Linked DNA regions of Mus musculus: all the other regions are linked to region 2. The links are chromatin contacts, called in public Hi-C maps. All regions are on one chromosome and are shown on one strand. Each heading gives the region's core, a stretch centred on a gene start, on an enhancer-like site or on the middle of the called end of the contact. The rest is flanking DNA. Distances are from core to core; before and after follow the strand shown.

Region 1 (4,491 bases), core at 1,751-4,250, 180 kb before region 2:
TTTGCAAAGAGTGATTTTATTTTTGTTTTCATTTTCTTTTCAACCAAATTTTTCTATAAAAACTACATAGGTTGTCTAGAATTCGGAAAGGTATTCGAAACAAAGGCATTGTAAATATTCCAATTTTAAGGCATTTAATAAAACATTTATGCTGGGGGCTATAATTAATTATGGCAATTTCACTAAAAAGATTTAGACTGGGCAGCATAATGAGAGTTAAGTCAACACATTCCAGGTTGGGATCCAACTGGAGAATATAAAATGGACATTTTGTAATGAAGAGTCTAGATAGCATCATTATATTCTGCAATGGAAAAGATTTGAGATTTCATGGATTACTCCCAATCTAATCTCAGTAGCTCCAAATTTTAACCAATATATGCTAGACAGGAAAAGAAAAAAGAATTCTATAAGAAACTAGCAGCTATAAATTCTGCCTAAGTGACTACTTTACCATCCATAAATCAAAAGTATTAGACTATCACATCAACGATTATAATAGGAAAACCAAAGAAGTTTCTGTTTCAAATTATTAATTATATTTGTCGCCATAAAAATAGAAATTCTATCAATTTCTCATAATGTGAAGTTCTCAAAAAGCTAGGGTACTCGCTGAACCCACATGGACCGGAGACAATGGCCAACTTGGAATTATCATTTGTTGACTACTAATGGAACATGATCTCTGGGAAATGGAAAATATGATCATAAATAGGAGGTGTTTACTAGTCTTGCAAGATTTTCTTTATGAGAAATCCTCAGTGTTAAGAGCACTGACTGCTCTTCCAGGGGTTCTGAGTTCAATTCCCAGCAACCACATGGTGGCTCACAACCATCTGTAATGGGATCTGATGCCCTCTTCTGGTGTGTCTGGAGACAGCAGCAGTGACAGTGTACTCATATATATAAAATAAATAAATCTTAAAAAAAAAAAAAAGCATAGCATATAGTCTCTCTGACCTTGAGTCAAATATCGCAGTGCCGTAAAGGTTGTACATCTCTCTAGCCCTACTCTATGCTTTCAGAACACTCGTTTTTCTGTTCTCATTGAACTAAAACCAAGTCAAACCCTTGACCCAAGAAACTGCTGCCCAATCACTTGCTCACACGTTATCCATGACCTAACGTCAATCAAGTCTACAGGGCGGGAGCTCTGCCCACAGACTGAGGACATTTCCTTTCCAGAGATAACTCCCATGATGCAGCAGCTATGGCATGCTGAAAACTCAGCCTCCAACAGTTAACTTATTAGGGTAGGTAAGTTAGCATGGTTCTTTTGTTGCAGTTACTCCCCTCCATTAATTTATTGATTCATTCACTTTCCATCTAGATTGCTGCCCCCACTTCCGGTCCCCCTGTCATATTGTTGGGAGACTGAGCTTCACATCTGCTACGTATGTGCTGGGGGGTCAAGCACAATTCTTACCTGTGACACAGTCAAGACCCACCATTTAATTTGTGTTTACACATCTCAGTGTATGTATTCAAAATTTGTAGAAGTTGATGCTATTTAAAAAAAAAAATCAAAAAACAAACAAACAAAGAAACCAACTCCGTGGCAGCTTTAGTAAAATTAAAATGCCTAAGAGCAGCCCTGCCCATAAAAACCTTCCTCTGCATATCTGACTTCTGAAAACGCACGTTCTCTTTGTAGTTCTCAAGCAAGTTGCCTTGAGCTGCGATCCAGAGTGAAGGTCAAATGAGAGAGGAAATCTTAAATAAATCAGATACTTTTCATTTACACCAAGAATTTTCTATCACACTCGTCTCTGCCAAAAAAAAAAAAAAAACCCAGCCTATCTTTACCGTTTACTTTCTACTGGAGTCAAAATTAGAGTTTGCAAATTGTAAATATAGGTGGGAAAGATAATTTAGAACACTGTTTTATCATCGTCGACCCGACAGTTTTCATAACCGAGTCCCACATATTTTGAGAATGCCATTATTGCCTCGCAGTGTTTATAGAGCAGAGTAGAGCAAGCCCGCCTCCACCAAAGGGCAGAAAAGAAACTGAGTGACCCAGAGGAGGACACAGTGTGACCTGTTTATGATTAAACCCTGAGAAGGATAAATTGAGTTAGGCTGGCTGCCTGAGTGGGAGGGAAGTCAGCTGCACACCGCCAGCCAGGTCCCATTTCCCGCGCCTTTTTCCTTTCCCTGCCTACCCTGATGGTGCCAAGGTTGATGGCTGCTCCTCTCCATCAGGGCCCAAATGCTTTCTTCAGTTGCAGTCATTCAATTCGGGAGAAGGCAAGAATCTTGTTTGGGGATGGCAAGATGCGCTTTGGTGTTATTCCTTTGTGCGCAGGGATGGGGGGGGGGGGCGGGGAAATAAAAAGCAAGAGGAGTTTACTCTGGATTTCAACATCTGTCAATATCTAACTGCAGACATCTCAGCAGCTGAAGCCAATCAGCGTCTGGAAAGTGCTAAGCAACCGTACCAAGTGCTCCCAACTAACATTACCTCCGAATGTGCATGACCAGGCATATTTCAGTCCGCGCTGCCAGGCAGTGTTAGTAATGCGAGCAATATGCAGCTCACTTTACTTGCTGACTGGCTTAAAAAGAGAAAATTAAATACATTTCTCATAAGGATATTTTGTGGAATTTTTCCACATCATTAAATAAAATGTAGCCCTGGTTTAAAGGCATTTCCTGAGAGAAAACATTTCTTAACCTAAACTAACCGAACTGTGGGAAGCAGTCTGCCTGTGTGTACACCATAATATTTTTTTTCTGATTACATGTAATGGGTCTCCTATCATCCTGCAGGCTTACCCATATCATTGAATTGTTTCATAGCCATCCAAAAAAATTGACTGCAAACTTTTTTAAAGCGGTTCTCCGGGAAATGGGTGCTTATTCAATTTTCTCCTCAGAGTTACAAAAGAGCAGATGGTATTGGAGATGACATTTCTAAAATAATTAAGAAAAATAACGACGGGCTTTCTTTGGCTAGGTGCATGCGTTCTTCGCCACTTCAACGTAACAAGCTGTAACAGTATTGCCTCAGTACTCACCTAAGGAGGATAAGCTCAAATGCGCCCCTCAGGAAGTGGAAAGGACTGTTACAGAAGCAAATAGAAAATATTTTCTCTTTGACCAAGCTGCAATTGAAGCCAGGGCCCTGTGAACTGGGCAAACACCCTGCTATGACCTACATACGCCCCAGTCCCCAAATACTTTGCTATACTCCGTTGGAATGTGTATTTTTCCCCTACTTCCCACGGAAGCCATGTGCATCCAGATTGAAGCCATTCCGGGTTGAGTTTTTTGCAATACCCCTTTAATTACTTTAGATCCCCCGTGAGCTGAGTTATTACCACTAACTTCCTAAGTTTGTGGTCCCTGCCTAGGGAGAAAGGTGCTTGCTGTACAAGGCTTAGCTATCTTTTTTTTGTTTTCCATTGGAATAGCCACTTGAGATACTCTGATTTTTTTTCTTTTAATAGATTTTCTTGGCCTTTTTGTCTAAGTCAGAAGTTTTCTATTAAAAAGAAAGAAAAATTATCCTCCCAAGAAGGTAGCACATATTTTCTGTCTAATCCCCAGGAGCCTTCTAGCCAATTTGAAAGTCAACATCAGACAGAGTTGTGAAGCTTTTTTGTTTTGTTTCAATCTCAACTCTCACAGTTGCTTAAATTGAATCAAGAAGCAAGACTCTCCGACTAAGTGGCAGACAACAACAACAAAAGGCAGCCATCTTTTTATAAGGATGTGTCGGCTGAGTTCACCCTGAGAGGGAAACAAAGGCAAGGTAATGCCCCCCCCCCTCGCCCCCAGAGGTCACAGCTACACAACCATCCACAAAACCACGCATAGGAAGAGAATGAGCTGCCCGCCCACAGCATAAGCCCTGCTATTGTAATGCAGCTTAGCGATTTCAGTGCTGGGATTTTTGACCCAGATGCCCTCAGAAATAAAAACAAACTCAGGTCCAAGAAGCTTAGGGATTCTCATCCCACATATGCACGTATGTACACGCAGTCACCCGCGCCCGGTAGATGTGCCGTCTGGACAAGGGTGCTGTGTCTAATAAGAAACACAGAACAATGTTCTCTTCAGGGTACTGGATCAAATTCCCAGTCTCCTAACTAGGTTAGGACTCTGTCCCAGCTCTGGGCATTGCCTTGTGGCACAGAATAACCTCTCACTCCACTGCTATTCCCTGTAAAAATAAAACCTTCAAGAAGAAAGAATGTCCTATTGTTGGAGCAGAATTATTCCTCCAACTTCTCAAAGAGGAGGTATTTTCAGCATCTGGGAAGAGATTGTGTCCGGAGGGGCTTCTTAGTTTTACAGCTGGGTCCACTCAAACCAGTCCAACAAGCCAGTATTACATAGAGGAGCCCAGCCAAACACAGGCACTTCAATCATGCTCAATCCACTCGGGTTCTGGTAAATGAAATAAAACCCCAAAGCTTGGCTTTTTATTTTTCTTAGGGCAAAGTCCATTTAGAATGGATATAATCGCTCGCTATGGTTACATAT
Region 2 (4,449 bases), core at 467-2,966:
ACAGCCATTTATTTAAGTTGCAATGGTAGTTTTCCTCTTCATGTGTGTCCACTTGCAAGACTGGGTAAATTTGGAAGTGAACTTATCTTTCAAACGTTGTACTTTATGCTCTCTCACTGAGGCACTGTTGAACATCAATGTTGATATGTCCGCCTATGCTCTGAAATTTGTTAAATTCTTAGTAGCTCAGAACCTCTGAGTGTTACCTCTCCCTGTGGATACTTCTGTCCTGAGAAGAGATTACCTAACTTGCTGAGTGAGGTCAAAGAGGCTTGTGATTCATTCAGTGTACTAGTTGGTGTTTCTAAACTCTTCCCAGGGGTGAGACCCTCTGAAGCATGCTACCTATCTTTGGCTTCTGGGTACAACCTCCCCTGCACCCATTATGCCCTCTCCCTTGGCAGATACCTTTGTCTTACTTCTCTTGAAGGTATTGGTGGTGGTGGCGCTACACAATGATTCCTATGCAGGTGGACAAGAGATACGCTAAGCAGCCACCATTTTTACAGACCTGCTTATTCCACTTCCTGAGAACACGTTCAAGGAACCAGACATCAGAGCCCCTATTGCTGTTTTATTCTGCCCCTTGACATATACTGCACTAGCAAATCCCATGTGTAAACATGAGGCTGGGTGGCAGGACTATTTACAATGGTAAACTCTTTGTGTTATAAGGTAGAACAGAAACAAGATCACCAGCTTCACACACTCCAAGCATGCTTTTGGCACTGTCTTAACCAGTCAACGGAAGTTTCTCCATATAAAGAAAATCCAGAGGATGAAAATGAAACCATTTAATCACTGAAAGTAACTATGGATTAGCAAAGGATGACGAAAAAAAACTGTTCAATGTTAGCATGGGAAAAATGTTTCTTAAATTAATAAAAAGCCAGCAGAAAGCCAGGATGACAAGTCCTATTATTAAGGAAAAAAATCTATAAGCTCACATATAAACAGAGTAGGGTATCAGTTATTTTTGAGACAAAAAGATTCTGGAATGTACGTGAAACACCCAATAGTCATCTAAGCATAAAGAAGCTAAGAAGCTGAGTCACCGATTGGAGGATAAGGGATGCAAATCAGCCCAGTCTTATTCAATCTATTATGTGCAGCAATTCTCCAAGGGTGGAATAAAGGACTCTGAAGCCAGTGGTACACTGTGATTTTTGTCCTCTGGGAAACTCCACTTAACAGCTCTGAATATCATTAAAAGCCTGTGAGACTCTCATTCAAGGGCTGCTGCTATAGGCAGCCCGGGGAGCTTTTAAAATGCACATGCAGAGAAAGACAGACCAGACTGCAGACTAGTTACAATAGGCAACCAGCGGCCAAATGCTCACATCCTAACCTCCAGCCGCACTTACTGTGTGTCCCATCTAACCATGAGGTGGGCTTTCATCATTCCACCATAACACTTCGTGAAGGCAGAAAGTGTGCTTTCTATCTTGTGGGTTTTGTGTATCTCTTGGCCTGTGGCAGGCGTACAATACAAGCTGAAATGATTTACGTATTTGCCCCCATCAACAGAACCCTACACACCTCTTACTGGCAATACTGAGATTACAGGGGTCACTGGCAGCACTCTGCCTAATGGTGTGCTGACTGACAGAGTAGAAAATCCAATCAAGAAGGCCGGCGTGACCTTTGGGTTGGTGGACAGAGTGAGCACTCACTGTATCAACAAGGTCAAGATCAAAGTGACGGGTGTCCAACCTCCTACTACATGGCCAGAGACCTGAACTCCCCACTCTGTTACCTGCTCGATTTCATCAGCATCACAGGTGAGCCAGGCTTCGGATGCTGGCAAACAAAGAGCCTCACAAACAGCAGTATCCTAGAATGAGGCATGTTTCCCAGGCTGAAGAAATGCACTAGACGGCAGGCTTCTTGTGGATTATGCAAGCCTGCCGATTAGACATGAAAACAACTGCTTTATGGTGAGCTGAAATGAGATTAACATAAGCCGGATGAGTGTTGGGAATGCTGTAAAGAACCCGGTGAAGGGCCATTCAAAAATGATACAGCCAAGCTGCTTTAAAAAAAAAAAAAAAAAAGAGCTCTTGCAAAACAGAGAAGCTGACATCAGCCTGCTTATCAGCAATCAAGAGACAGGGCAGCTCACGCTGAGAAAACCTATGTGGGGAACATGATTCTAGGCACCAAAGACTAGTTTCTGTGATCCCAGAGTGGAAGGGTCATTTGTCACGTTTCTGCCCTTCAGTCACATCGTTGGTACAAATGGTTGTGAGAGTCAGTACATAAGTGATAAGGATAAAAATGAATACACTGTAGATACACATTGAAGTGGTTTTTTTTCCTTTAAAAATAACTCACTTTTAGCCACTCTAAGAGCTCTGTTAATTGCTAAGAGAGACAGACAGTCCGTAGGTGACTAAGGCACTGCAATTTACATCTGCTTAGTGGTGATGTATTAGTCAGCTCTCCAGAGGGCTTCTAACGCAGCTTCCTCCATATGGTACACATATGTTATATTACCCAAACATATCTTCTCAAAAATGGCCATATGCATCTCTTCCTTCATACCTAGAGAATGACAGCCTTCCTTTATTCTTTGTTTGCTGTCTTTCTGTGATGTGTAAATATTTAAGGAAGTAATCATTTTTTTAGATCATTTGAATATAATCCCAGTTATATGCAACATTTTCCTTCTTGGAACAAGAAACTTCTTTTAGATATTAAACGTGCCGAGCCCCAAATTCAAGATAGCATTGTTATACACAATCTGATCAAAGAGAATTGAACATGAGTTTTAGTTCATCACACAAAGCTAAGTTCATAGATATGCTCTAGAAGTAGAGTTGCCCCAATTATGAACGAGTCAGGGACAACCATTATTGGTAATCACTATTATCTATGATATTAACGTCTTGTGGTGGCTACTGGCTACAAGATACTAGAGGACAGAGCCTGCTTCTTCACCGCTCCCCCCCACCCCCCCATTTCAGTAGCATGAGAAAACAAAGCTAGGTCTCTTATGTGCTGTGCTAGGCCAGCAGGCAAGCCCTCTGTCACTGAGTACATTCCCGATCCATCAGGATGTATTTGCCCTATGAGTAAGAGGTTGACAAGGCTGTGGTCACTTGTTTCCAGCTGGAGTTCCGTACCAGTGTCAGTCATTGCAACAGTGGCTCTGACATCGGGATCTGACAGTCTAGTGCTTTCAGTGTCGGCGAGTGAGAGAGTGAGCTACCTGAGTCTTGGTCTCCATCCTCTTAGCTACTGCTTCTTTCCCTTTTAACTTGCAGAACCTCAGCTGAGGCAGATCAGGATCAAGAACCATAAAACCTGGCTTCCATGAACTCCTGCCTTTTGATGGATGTCTTTAAATATTGGCATATACACCTTTTTATCATCGCTTTGCAGCAGGGCGCCGAGAGTTTCTCTCTACCCTTTTCAGATTCTCATCATGTCTTGTAAAGTAATGGGGGAGGGGGTTACCATATTAGAGGGTGTCTCCATTTCTCATATTTTCTATTTTTAAATTAGCAAAATTATATAGAACAATTCCATTCACACACACACACACTCACTTTTCCACTCCCTTGAGCAGCACAGCCTTCAAAAGCAGAATAGTCTCCGTCTACCAATTTGCAGGTACACATGTTCAAGGCCAGTAAGACCCTGAAAGAGGAGGAGGATCAACCCATCCTGACCAAACACACACATTCTGCTGACTGATTCTGATCTGCCCTGCCCCCTCTCTCTGTCCCAGAAAACACCTATAGTTCTGCCCGGGGAGAGTTAAAAATGATGTGGTAACAGGCTCTGCCTGGGCAGCTGTTCTTCCTGAGGACCCTTTGGTTCCCAGTCCTGGCATCAGGCAGCTACAACCAGCTCGCTCCAGCTTCGGGTGGATCCAAACCCTCTAACTCAGAAGCGCCTGCACCACATGCAGAACGCCCCACTAGGGTGCATGCATGTTTTAGGACATGTCTTTAGAAGGTGGCTGGATACAAGGCAGTATCATAAACTTTAAGGAAAAGCACACGAGCCTTTCTGAGAAGGACTTGAAGTATTCTGCCAGTGAGCTGGTCTGTCCTCTGTGGATGCAGGGTTCTAAAGTGGAGATGCACACAGCCAGATTTGTATTTTAAGACACAAGGGTTGTCAAACTTGGTTGCACATTAGAATCACCCGGAGCTTTTGAAGCTATATGGAGAACTTGACCCCATCCCCAGAGAATCTAACTCACTTAAGCTAAGGGAAGGCTTGGGCATACCTGCATTTACAAGCAACCTGGTGACTCAGACAAGCAACCTAGGCCAAGCACTAACCAAGTCTTCTGGTGCGCACCACTCTGTCCACCCCCATGTGTACAGTCCACAACTGCTTTGGTACTATAGTGGTGGCCCTCCAGGTAGTTCTGCTAATTCTGTTATTGCCAAGATGGGCCCGACTGAATACACCTTACCTCACTGTTTTCATATG
Region 3 (4,517 bases), core at 1,471-3,970, 170 kb after region 2:
TAAAATAGACATCCTACCAGTGTCTGTCGAGACTCTCACAGGTATGGAATTGTCTAATTGAGTATCATTTTCTTTTATAATCAAAGTATGTTCCCATTTAGCTTCAATCACTTGTAGCTTTAATTTTAATATTTTCTATACAGCAAAAATGAGTCAAAAGACTTCAGGAATAGTCCCGAATAACATTATTTATTTAAATCTGTCTCTACTGAGATGAAAATTACTGAGTAAAAATATGTCATAACCCCTGAGAATACAGCAAACAGCACCCCTGAAGTAGTAATTCATTACCATGATAGATTGCTAAGGCTTTCCTAAGCCCAGAATGCAACAAAGGTTTTCCAAACAAGTGAAATAGTGACTGACTAGAAAATTATACTCTTTTAAATACAAAATAACCTTGTTACAGTTTTTGTATAAGGTTTTTTAAGAACGTGTTGCCCCTCTCTTTATCCATATTTCCCCGATAACCTAAGAAAGTGATCAAAAGCACAGTCAATACAAATTCTGTTAAGGTCACATAAAAAGCCCACTCTCGTGGTGGCTTCCTAAAATAACAGTACTACAGGAGAGACTTCTGCTTAGAAGGAAGTATAATTATACCTAAACTGTTGATTTCTCATGTTTGCTTTAAGGCTTTGTCCTTTATTTTATATAAACACATGATAAATGGAGCTTGCTTTTGACTTATGGTTTTATTATGGCTAAGAAAAAAAATACTGAAAAGGATTTGGGGTAAGTCAAAACTGGGATTTTTATTTTAGAAATGTATGAAAAAATTAAAAAGCTATCATAGGCACACATAAAATGCATTCTAACCTCAGAATTACAAGCATTAAAATGATCAAAACAAACAACAACAAAATCCCATGTCTTCCTACTTTAGGAGTTTACTAAGAGCAGAATTTAAAAAAAAACAAAATCCTTAATATTTGCATGAGATCCTACAATTTGTGGAGATTTCTTAAAACTACAATCGAATGACTATCAAGCCTCTGGTGACATGCCAAGAGCTAAGTGCATACAGATTCAATTTAAATGGAAAAAAAAAAAAAAAAAACCTGTGAAAGATTTAAACCAAGTAATAATATGTCAGTGAGTGAATGCATACACTCACACACAGATGAACACAAACCCATATAGGCAAGTATGAACACTCATACTGTACACGTACACACACACACACACACACACACACACACACACACACACACACACACACACGAGGGATGGTGTCGAGTTCACTCATAGACATTTTCTGTTTGTCAAGCCAGTAAAGAACATCCCTCCATGGCCTCTGCATCAGCTCCTGCTTCCTGACCTGCTCCAGTTCCAGTCCTGACTTCCTTTAGTGATTAACAGCAATGTGGAAATGTAAGCTGAATAAACCCTTTCCTCCCCAACTTGCTTCTTGGTCATGATGTTTGTGCAGGAATAGAAACCCTAACTAAGACAGTCATGTAAGAGGTAAATCAACTGTGGTGGGAGATCTATTCCAAAGTGTAGCTGCCAATATGTCAGCCCATAAGAACCACCAGTGTGCAGCCCCTCAGGCTTGTCCTTATTGGGGTGTGACTCCAGTGGTGTACCTGCCTATGAGCTGACTGGAGGACTCTGGAGTGTGCAGCTTGGCAGTGACTTGCCCGTGTTTCTTTAAACGATCTTCCACTCACCAAGCAAGCCTTGGACAGGAACCCTGACTTTGGTCCGTCAGCACCTTCCCCATCTGGTGTAAATACAAGTTGATGGGAATAGGCAGGGAGAAATGCTAACATTCATCTAATACCCAAGAAGCTATTTTTGATATTCAATAATACCATCTTATCTTTTAAACTACGGGTAATAAAAGCTAAAAGCCAGAGTGATCACAAGTCTACTACTTATAGTCTTGTGAACTGACTGCAACCTGAATTTTCTACAGACCAAATACAAGGTTAATCAAGGAAAGTCTTGAAATGTCTTTTCATTTTTAAGGGAAGATCTTTTTTTTTTTTTTTTCAGTGTAATCTATCCCCAAAACACTCAGCTTTATTCTATGGATACTGGTTATGTGTGTGTGCCGTATCGCAGCTGAGGGCAACCTAGGGCTGGAGTTTTTACAGTGATGGGTGCTGAGGATCAACTGGTGCTTTCTTTTGCAAAGTTGGAAGAGCCTCCTCCTTGCTCTTTGCCTCCACGTGGGAACCTGCTACTTATCTCTTCAGACACAGGACCCACAAGCCGTGTGCTTTACAAACGGGCGCGATCACCTGCCGGTACCCACGCCTGAGAGGAGGGTGGCATGGCACCAGAGAGAAAGCTGCCATACACGATAAGTGCACACTGATGAGATTACCTAATTATTGCAGAGCTTATCACTGCCCAGCAAGGATCTGCTCCAGAAAATGCACTGCTCTTACAAAGCCTGCACCGCACACCAAAGTCCTGATGTACATTTAGAAGACAAAGTTTCCAGGCAGACATTTCAGTAACGTGCTTTGTCCTCACAATAAACGCTTCAGTATGTCCACATATACTTTTATTTCGGACATAGGGAATTCAAATACAGTGGTAAAGTAGAAAACCACATTTAACTCTGGTCCAGAGAGAATTGGAGGAGATAAGTTGAAATTACCCGTGTCTAAACTCCTGATGATCCAGATCAGAACCCATACATTATTAGAACTAATTATGGTGGTGTCCTTCCTTGTTCAGCTCACATTTGGGACATCAAGCTGGTGAGACTTTCTGAATGTGGCTTCTGCTGTTACTAGGAGATTACTATGCAGTCTATGACATCACCAAGCAGTCTCACAGCAAACCCCTGATCCTCTGGCTCCTACTCTTTCTACTCTCCTCTTCTGTAAGAGGTGATTGCAGAAAGCAGTGAATGAGAAAGATGGTCTGCCCAGAGAAGAGCGCACCAACTGGGTGTCCGGTTTCAAATAATCAGCCCTGAAAACAGACAGTGAAGGAACACTGTACAGACCAAACAGCTAACATTTAGGAATGTATGTGTGGGCAATAAAAAAACTGGTGAAAGCAGAGACCCCTGTGGAGTGAAGTACTTGGGAGGGTTTGCGGGGGAGGAAAGAAAAGATAGAAATGTAATTGTACTATAATCAGAAAAATAAACTATTTGTGGGTTTGGGGAGATGGCTTGGTGAATAACATGCTTGTTGTGCAGAATGAACACCTGCACTGGGATCCCCACAACCCACATTAAAAAACTGATCATGGCCACACATACACACATACACACATACACAATAACCTCAAAAGTGTGGCTGTGTGCGCTCACTGTAAGTTCAGTGATGAGGCCAGCTCGTCTTAATTACAATTCCTACTGACGTGATGAAGCACCGTGACCAAAGCAACTCCAAAAGGAAAGGATTTATTTGGCTTACATATCCCCAGTCACAGTCCATTGATAGAAGCCAAGGCAAAACTCAAACTGGGCAGGAACCTGGAGGCAGGAGCTGATGCAGAGGCCATGGGGAATGCTGCTTACTGGGTTGCTTCCCCTGGCTTGCTCAGCCTGCTTTCTTATAGAATCCAGGGATGGTACCACCCACAATTGGCTCAGCACTGCCACATCAATCACTAATTAAGAAAATGCCCTGTAATCATGCCTACAGCCTGAACTTATGAAGGTATTTACTCAATTAAAGTTCTCTTCCCTCAGATGACTCTAGCTTGTGTCAAGTTGACATAAAACTATCGACTATAGCACCCAAAGTCCTCCTCTGTACTTTATAGTGATACACAGAGATGTGTTGTCCTACCCCCACACAGGCACATGGGTGTGCACACCTACCCACATACAGCACAAAATCTGACTGCTTGATTTTTTGTTTTTGTTTTTGTTTTTTAATTTTAAGGTAATCGTATTTTTTTCCTAGAATATTTCTGCTGCTTTTATGCAATTCCTCAAAACAGCTTCCTGAATGTTGACATTTATAAGTGCAACTCAAAAGGACAGGTCTGGTGGCACAATGAGATGCCACTCAGTAATTTTTCTGAAGTTTGCTAAATGAGGGAGGGCATCAAGCAGACAAGGGTTTAGGGAGGTCAGATGGGAAGGATGTGTCTCCCCCAAAAACTGTGCAACTGGCCGTCTTGCCAAGGTCTGGCTCGTCCCTTGCTGACTTTAATGTGAGTACAGGTACATACTGCCTGCAGAACCTAAAGACCTGTTTTACATATAGATGGGTGTGGCTTATTCCATGAGAAATTTAGAGAACATGCTCAAAAATTGAGATTAAACCCAAAATATTAAAATCTGCATATATGAAACTTTTAAAAATCAATGTGACACAAAGAAAATGTACTTAGCAATATTCCACTTAGAAAATGCTATCCATGGTTATACAACCAGATATACAAACATGAAGAAAATGCAAAAATGGCATGACTTCTCAGTCTCAATATAAGGCAAAAAGCACCAACTGCCAGGGGAAACTAACTGCCACATCCCGTTAGGGGATCAAACTATAATTGGGTAATAAAAAAAAAAAAAAGAGCTAAAAGAGGGGCCT

The links. A called contact is a pair of places that touch in the nucleus more often than the background predicts.
Region 1: a contact with region 2 is called in a Hi-C map of the N1E-115 cell line, with 5 times the contacts expected there. The contact joins two enhancer-like sites. A contact is called at or near these places in 1 of 15 datasets of contacts at CTCF or cohesin (the NIH/3T3 cell line) and 2 of 484 Hi-C or Micro-C datasets (the N1E-115 cell line and nephron progenitors).
Region 3: a Hi-C map of the N1E-115 cell line shows a contact between it and region 2, with 4 times the contacts expected there. The contact joins the promoter of 4930405O22Rik here to the enhancer-like site in region 2. A contact is called at or near these places in 1 of 15 datasets of contacts at CTCF or cohesin (the NIH/3T3 cell line), 1 of 484 Hi-C or Micro-C datasets (the N1E-115 cell line) and 1 of 115 datasets of contacts at active chromatin or transcription factors (embryonic fibroblasts).

Annotation. Positions count from the first base shown.
Region 1 is chr17:62,959,716-62,964,206 of GRCm38.p6, forward strand. No RefSeq gene overlaps it. Among named protein-coding and RNA genes, the nearest start is that of Gm34179, 23 kb to the left of the region's middle. Within about 2 kb of position 3,001, at least 23 of the 459 cell types and tissues checked have an H3K27ac peak or open chromatin away from gene starts, as enhancers often do. A contact at or near this core is called in the N1E-115 cell line, where this site is marked.
Region 2 is chr17:63,144,270-63,148,718 of GRCm38.p6, forward strand. The region is part of intron 7 of Fbxl17 (F-box and leucine-rich repeat protein 17); the gene reads right to left. Among named protein-coding and RNA genes, the nearest start is that of Gm34324, 110 kb to the left of the region's middle. Within about 2 kb of position 1,717, at least 68 of the 459 cell types and tissues checked have an H3K27ac peak or open chromatin away from gene starts, as enhancers often do. A contact at or near this core is called in the N1E-115 cell line and the NIH/3T3 cell line, where this site is marked.
Region 3 is chr17:63,310,253-63,314,769 of GRCm38.p6, forward strand. It overlaps 4930405O22Rik (RIKEN cDNA 4930405O22 gene), which reads right to left and starts at 2,721. Exons shown (of 4, transcript NR_130176.1): 1 at 2,615-2,721. All of the region lies in intron 6 of Fbxl17 (F-box and leucine-rich repeat protein 17), which reads right to left.